Linked DNA regions of Anser cygnoides: region 1 is linked to region 2. The links are chromatin contacts, called in public Hi-C maps. All regions are on one chromosome and are shown on one strand. The core of a region is the stretch at or near the end of the contact, and the rest is flanking DNA. Distances in the headings are between cores, read along the strand shown. Region 1 holds the start of MFF (mitochondrial fission factor). Region 2 has its middle 9.9 kb from the start of AGFG1.

Region 1 (3,776 bases), core at 122-2,621, 40 kb before region 2:
TCTTATTCTCTAATGGACTCATACTCAAGAAGCACAGAACATGGGTGGCAAGTTGATGTTGACAATAGTATAGGAGAAAGGGTTGTGAGGACATTAGGGAAAAGTCAGGACAATGAAGAAGGCTGGTAGGGCCCTTGGTGCTCAGGCACTGGGCCACTCACTCCAGCCCAAGGCCCTGGGCCTTGCCCGAGCCCTCCTGTAGGTTGACATGTAGGGTCACAGGTGAAGGACTGCTTTTCAAGTGTGCTTCAAGGGGTTTTATTTTTATTTTTTCCTTTTTTATAAGACAAAATCCTTATTGATAATCTGTAAATCGGATAAAGACTGGGAAAAGTGGTAAAAGCAAGGACCAATGTAGATTTCCTGTTAACACCTGCTCAGGCCAACGATTTGTGTTTTAAGGAGGATACATGTTAAATCATGTATCCGGAGACATATAGCATGTAACTTTCAATGTTATACCACTTTTATTTTTATCTAAAAAGGGCTCGTATTTCAGATCACTTGCCTCTGTGAAACAGTGCTTTTGGCATTTATAAGAACTGAATTAGCAAGCTGCAGACCACGGATCAATAGACACTTCAGTACTTCTGGCATTGAGGCTCATTTTGACCTCTAAAATATAATTGTGACCATTAGTCAAAATATAATGAAAAGCAGAAGCTCTTTTATCCCATTTAAAAATAAATAAATAAATAACTCTGCTTTATATAATAGTATTCTTCATTTTATCTTTCTGGATGGATTTGGAAAATTGCTAAGGAAAGAGAAGAGCTGTGTTTAGGCAGGTTCTGTTGAGTGCGAGCCAGTCTCAGGCAGGGGCACCGACTGCGGCCCCCGGACTGCAGGTACGGCGAGGTGCTGAGGGCAGGGCGCTGCCGTGGTCCCGGCGGGGTGCGAGGAGGGTTCGGGTGTTTTGGGCACGGGGCCACGTGCGTGCTGCACAAGTACTGCACCCGCTGCTGTTGCTGAGCAATTCCGTGTGCTGCTGATTACATGAAACGGCAGGGCCGCCCGCGCGAGGCTGGGCCAGGGGCAGGAGCTGGGGAGGCGCGCGGCGCGTGGCCGCCAGCCGGCCGGCCGCCTCTCCCCCAGCAGCCATGCCCCGAAGCGGCTGGCCTCGCGCCTCCGCGTGTGAGGGCGCCAGCTGCATCGCGCTCTGAGCCACACGTTCCAGCACCGAGCACCTAATTAGGGCCTCGTGCCCCCACATTACGGCAGCACGTTAATTAGCCCTTATCAGTAACGCTGCAAGCGCCCCGCAGGACCAGCTCCCCCTGACGCCTCCGCGCCGCCCTCACTCAAAATGGACGCCGTCGGACCGCCCCGCGCGTGAGGCCTCAGCGGGAAATGCTTCCGCCCTTTTTTTAACCACGTGACGCGCGGCGCCCGGCCCGGCAACCCTTACGGGAGCCCGATGGGGTCAATCCTGCCGGGCTTCGCCTCTTACCTGCCGCTGGGCTGAGGGCGCCGCGCGCCGCTTGACGCCCCGCCGCGGGACCGGCCCGGCCCCGGCCCCGGGCCGCGCGTGGGGGTGAGTGCGGCCCGGCTCCCCCTGCGGCCTCAGCCCGCACGGAGACGGGGCCGGGAGCCCTGACCGGCTGCGGCCCGCCCGGCCCGGCCTCGCCAGGGGCTCTGGCTCCTGCCAGCCCCGGGGGGGACGGGGGGATGCGGGGGGGTAACGGGGGGAGATGGGGGACCCCCGCCAGGCACCCGCAGCCTACCCGCGCGGCCGCTGAGGGCCTGGGCGGCCTCCCCTGCCCGCCCCGCTTTGTCTCCTCGCGTTTCCGTGAGATGCTGCCCGAGCTCCTCTGTGCTCAGCTGTGTCTGCCCTTCCCGTGTCCTGCTCTCAGACCGTGGTTTTATTTCGTCATTTTTCATTTTGTCGGTCTTACACGCTCTTGTGCTTTTATCTCTTCGTTCTTAGGACTCTTCTGTTCTCATTCCTCTTCAGAGTTGTTTAATTCCATAAACATCAACTTTACAGCTCTCTTTCTCTGTGATCTTTTATTTTTCAGAATATATTACTGACACTGTCCCAGAAAACTGCATGACTTCTGTTTATGCTCCCTTTAAACAATTAAATTTTTATTAACAAGCCCCACTCAATTATCATCAGTTTTTTCTTGCAGCAATCTCAGTGCTGTTTGCTTTGCTGTTCCCTTGCAAGAAGGGTTAGAAGTTGAGATCGATGTGGAGAAAGAAAACAATTTTCAATGGCAAGAAGTACAGGAGAGAGGCAGGAGTAGGGAGACATGGAGTTGTTACTCAGTCCTTGGCAAGTACCGGGTGCAGCTGAGCCTGAACAGTAATATTTTATTCATAAGTCATTTATGGGATGATTCTATGGTGCTGTCTGTTTTTGTGTATTTTATCTTACAGCTGGAAGGCAGTTGTCATGCTGACTTATATACTAAGGTGATGCCAAACTTTAGGGAAGCTGTGGTGAGCAGTAAGCACTGTGGTGATGCTTGAGAACAAACGTTAGAGCTGTGTGGGTGTTTCAGAGTAAGAAAGTAAACAAGCTGTCAAAGACCTTTAGTTAAGTCTTGTGAGTGGTAACTATTTTGTATGCTGCTGCCAGTAGACATCCTGGGTACTTTAAGGTCTTGAAATTCATTACTGATACTAATGTTATGATTTTTAATACTTTTTTTTACTACTATTGATCTGGAAATGCTTTATTGATCATAGACTCTCTTTGGAAAGGAAAGGCATATTTTTGGCAAGCAGAATTGCTGAAGACTGTGGTCTTTTTTCATGTCGCTGGCTGACGGGGCTGACCTCTCACAAGAGAGGTGAACATAGCTTGCAAGACCAAAGGGCAGCAACAACAAGAAAAAAACGTGAAATCTACGAGTTACGAAGTGACAGAGCTGCTTGTGCACCTCTTGAGCTACTACAAAGGACATGTATTTTGGAGTGTTTATTGCTAGTGAAAAGGGTTGTTCAAATTCCTGTCGTTTGGTACATACAAACAGTAAGAATTAATACAGATGGATTAAATCAGTGCATAATTTCAGGTATTTTCTTTGTCTTTTTGTGGTAGTGTTTTTTTTAAAGTTTATGCGGAATGGAGACCTCCTCTGTGAGCCCCAGTTCTCTTCGTGTGCTGGAGTGAGTGAGGCTTTGAGATGAGAGAGATTATTTCATTTCATCTGTGGTGATTGGGAGTCTTGAGAATAGCACCGAGGGTCCCAGGATGGATTGCCAAGTGGATCACACTTTTAATATATTGAATTTGTGCATTTAATACAGTCTGACGGCGACCATATCTTTCTGTGTGCTTATTTCTGTTGTCTGCAGATTACTATTGATTTGGGGTTTGATTGATAAATAGGGAAAGTACTGTTTCTGTGTGACGAGGCCAAGCATTAGTCTAATTATAATTACATGAAATTACATTATAATTCATGAAACTATAAACTATTGGAGATGCTGTATTCATTCTGTGCCCAGGAAGGTTGATGGGACTAAGGGTAGCTGGCTTGGTTCGCTTCCGTAGGAAGCGCACTACCTATATTGAAAAACATGCCAAATCTGCCCTTGTACGTCATGATTGCAACCTTAACACTGACACCAAAAAACAGGGTCACAGGGGCTGACTTTCCTTGGGTGGGTCCCAAGGTGAAGGCCTGAGGGAGGAAGAAGGGCACGTTGTACGAGTTAGCTCGTGGCGGCAGGCTGACGAAGGTGTGCGGCTCTCACGCAGGAGGTGTTTTTTTGTGGTTGCAGGCTGGGTGGTGGGCAGCGGGGCTTGTGTGCTGTCTCGCCTG
Region 2 (3,890 bases), core at 1,379-3,878:
AGTGGAGCACCACTGTCCTACGTTAGACCTAAACGTCCAGTGAAATATCAGAGATTTAGGGCTCAAAGACATAATTCTGCAATCTCTTCTTGTGGTTCATCTCCCCCATGGAGGCAGTACTACCTATGTAGCTAAGAAAATCCTAATGAATGAAACTGAACAGGTGTTTCAAAATTAGTGTGGGATTAGTGGCAAGACTGACCTGGAGAAGCATTCCCACCACTAGAGGGCAAAAAGATCAATGTTTAGGGTGACAAAGTAACAGAAAAATTTGTAGAAATAACTCCAACATCAGAAATTTTTAAGGATGAAAAGTCTGGAGAAAATGGCTTCATTTGTTGAATGCTAGTTGAATGCTAATGATGATTATTCTCTTTAATATCAAGAGATAGGAGCTGAGAATGTTTACAAAATAACATTATTTATAGTCCCACCAGAAATAAAATTGTTGCCTAATCTAAATCTGTGTAGCTGACGGCTGCTTCTGCCATTTCGCAGACCTCCCGCCTCAAGCCACAGCTGTGGCAGTGAGCTCAACACGGCCACTGGGATAATTTCCTCAGCCTCTCCTCACTAGGGGACTGATGGCTTTTGAATGGAGTGATTTAAGCATCATTTTCTATTTATTATACCAGAGTACAGTTCAGTTTTGCTTTTATGTTTCTTTTGCAATGGAAATATTTGTTAAATGTTTCATTTCTCCCCCAGATATTGTGAGATGTTTTTTCAGCATGTTTTCAACCAGGCAGGCATGTTCAACACCCTGCATTGCCCAGCCAAGGAGACAGCATTTGGGGGGACGATGACATTCCCATCGACAGCTAGTGGATCCACACACAGGTCAGGAGAAGTCATTATTGCTCCTATTGCTGCTTTTACTGCTTTAGGGAGAACACTGGTGAGATGCCCCCACCCATAGTTTCACATCCAGGCCCTTGGCACTGCCTGTTTTGTTCTCCCAGCCGCTGGGAACCGGCACAGCGACGCGGTGCCCTGTGACTGCGGACAAGGTTCCCGACTCAGCCTGTGTGCAGCGTTAATAGAGGCGGGCCGATAAACTTCATGGAAGTCTGGACCAGTAGCAAAACCATTGGCTGTTCCCTGGTTTCAGAGGTAGGTAAACTATTTTATGGTTTATTTCTTTGAAAGATTCTTTCTGTTTGTCGGTTCTTGGTTGGGTATTTCAACTCCCTGCTGCAAGGTTGGCTTTAAGATCAAGTATTTAGGAGATGATCATGGGCCGAACTGAATTTGGTTGATCTCCTTACTCCAAGAGAGAAAAAAACAGGCAATTTAAAATAAGTTTGAGCTTTTTTCTTGACTGGATTACTATAATCATCACTTTCTAGTAAACCAAAACTAGGTCAGGAACTAGGTAAAAATATTTTTTTTTAAGTATGATAAAATTTGGGATAAGCTTCAAAACTTTCCTTTAAAGAAGAATCCCCCCGATCACAGAAGGGATTTGGTTTTAGTGACAGAATCCACTGCTGCGTTCTGCTGACTCTTACCAGGCTGCTTTTGGAGCCTGCAAAGCACTCTTTTCACACTGCAACAGCATGTTGATTTTTTCGAAGCATATCAATACATCGTTTCAACACGAAGATGTCATTCCAAAGAGTTTATGCTGACAAGGAGTTATTTTGATTTCACTACACAAGGGGATAAAACTCCCTGCAGAGAGGACCGAGGGCAGTTACGGGCATTGCCTGCACTGCTGAGGGGCTCTCCCTGAAGGCAGAAAACATGGGGCGCTCTGGAGCACAGCTGGGACTGAGGACAGTGCTCTGAACATTCATCGACTCTTGGTCTGTAATGAGGATGAACTAGAAAGAACTAAACCCTCTGACGGGTGGGTTTGTGCGGCGGTCAGTGATGGAAAGAGAAGGAGCGTAAAACAAGACTTTACCCTGGTTAACGTCTAGGTCAGCTCATATTGATTTTTTGAGCTGTAAAACCTGAAACTTCAATAACTACCATGAAACCTTTCTCTGTTAATCATTAGTGAGCTTAAATTGCTTTGGTGTGGTGTTTTTTCAGTTTGTTTTTCCTTTTTTTTTTAAGCATGGTTATGCTCATAATCCCCACAGAATCGGGAAAGAGGCGGGCTGGGCCCTGCAGGTAGAGCTAACGGCGGGGTGCTGAGCCACAGCTGATCGGCCCCGCTGGGCACACGCCTGCTCTATCTTCTGCCCACATGCGTGCACATTTCAGCTAGGCCTTTATCTGCCTGCACACAAGTACATGCAGGGAGGGAAAATTTAAGCTGGAGGGTAGCTGTGCTATCACGGCAATATTTATAAACTGGTCAAGAATACGTTGAATCTGAAAAAGTGGCCAGCTGGAACTTAAGTAGCAAATACTGAGGTCAGAAACAACCCTACACATAGAGGAGCAGGATGCAAAAAACTTGTGTATTCAGAAATGGGATCTCGATAACTTAGGAAGGTCAACGTGAACTTCGCTCTGGGGAAGCTATACAGACAGTGTCACAACTTCTAACGGTTCTGAGATACTTGATTAAAAGACCTAAGCTGTAAGAAATACTATACTGGCTAATAGCTTCTGAAATACTTTTGTTGCCATATTTGTGATGGTTTATTAACTGTCAGGTTCCTCTTTACTGCCTATTTTCTTCATCCATGGAGAAACATTTTTTTTCTTTTGCTTAAAAATCTCTTGTATGTCGGTGGCTGTATTTCTAAAATTTCTGTGTCTGTGTCAGTAAGGCACTGCTCTTTAATAACTATTGGTCTGAATGGACATTATCCCCAAATTTTCAGTGTGCTGTTTCAGAGTATTTGTTCTATCTCTTCAGTTAAATACCTTGTCCGCAAACCAAACTGAAAAAAAGAAAAAAACAAACAAAAACTAGGTTTTGTTCTGAACACTTATTATTTTCCAGTCCCAAACTGGAAAAGAATACTATTTACTATTGTGCCCACCATGCTTTAATTGCTTTGTTTTGTTTTTTAATTTATTTAAGCAGGTAAGCATTACATTTTAAATATTTTTATGTCATCAAGACAGCTTCTTTTTCATGTGAAGTCTTTTTAGTTAAGCCGGACACTGATAAGCATTTCTCTTTTTCCTTTTGGTTAGGAAAGAGTTTTTCTATTTCAAATACTTTCAAAATCTGCCTTCTTAATTGAAATTCACATATGTTTTTACAAAGAGTGGGCATACCTGTCATTGCCATGTAATCAGACTACATTCTTGAAAGAAACCTTTTTTTTTTCTTCTTTTTTTTTTTTTTTAATCTCTTTGTACCTGCAGCTATGACTTGCAGTATTGAAAAGTCAGCTCAAGGAGAGGAACTGAAGGTGCTCTTGCCATACAGCAGACTGTACAGGAGACCCACATGTGAGGGGATTTACTTTTCATGTTCAGTTAATTATTCTAAACAACAATTAGAGGGTTTGCCCCTTACTTCCAAACTAAATAGCATAGAAAGTGCTAAAATATTACTAGTCTTAGCAGTATTCTTCCCATGTATGGGTTGAGATTAGGTCTCTCCTCCAGAAAACCTCCCTTAAGAGGATATTTGCAGTTACCAAGGATTATCCACATCTATTCACTCCAACTGCATTAACCTTTACGGTGTTCTCCAGGGGATTTTTGTTTGTTGTGCATCTTGTTAGTGCTTTTCTAACACGTTAATGCTGCCAGTGACAAAGCCCTTTTCTCTTGTCCTCCTTGAATAACAGAACTGCAGTTTGCCCATGACAAAGTCTCAGGGATTCATGGAAAAAAAAATATCTTGATAGTATCTCAGACTTAAAAATTACAGTAATGAGAAAAATTAAACTAAATTTGAAGCATCAGGTTTCCCTTTGTCAGTCCACTTCTAAATATTTTTTTTCAGAAACTGGGTGATCAAAGAACTGAGC

The links. A called contact is a pair of places that touch in the nucleus more often than the background predicts.
Region 1: a contact with region 2 is called in a Hi-C map of liver, with 4 times the contacts expected there. The contact joins the promoter of MFF here to the enhancer-like site in region 2. A contact is called at or near these places in 2 of 7 Hi-C or Micro-C datasets (both in liver).

What each region holds. Positions count from the first base shown.
Region 1 is chr9:3,772,408-3,776,183 of Taihu_goose_T2T_genome, reverse strand. MFF (mitochondrial fission factor) reads left to right here and starts at 1,371. Exons shown (of 10, transcript XM_048063057.2): 1 at 1,371-1,534.
Region 2 is chr9:3,734,004-3,737,893 of Taihu_goose_T2T_genome, reverse strand. No RefSeq gene overlaps it. Among named protein-coding and RNA genes, the nearest start is that of AGFG1, 9.9 kb to the right of the region's middle. Within about 2 kb of position 2,628, at least 2 of the 3 cell types and tissues checked have open chromatin away from gene starts, as enhancers often do. A contact at or near this core is called in liver, where this site is marked.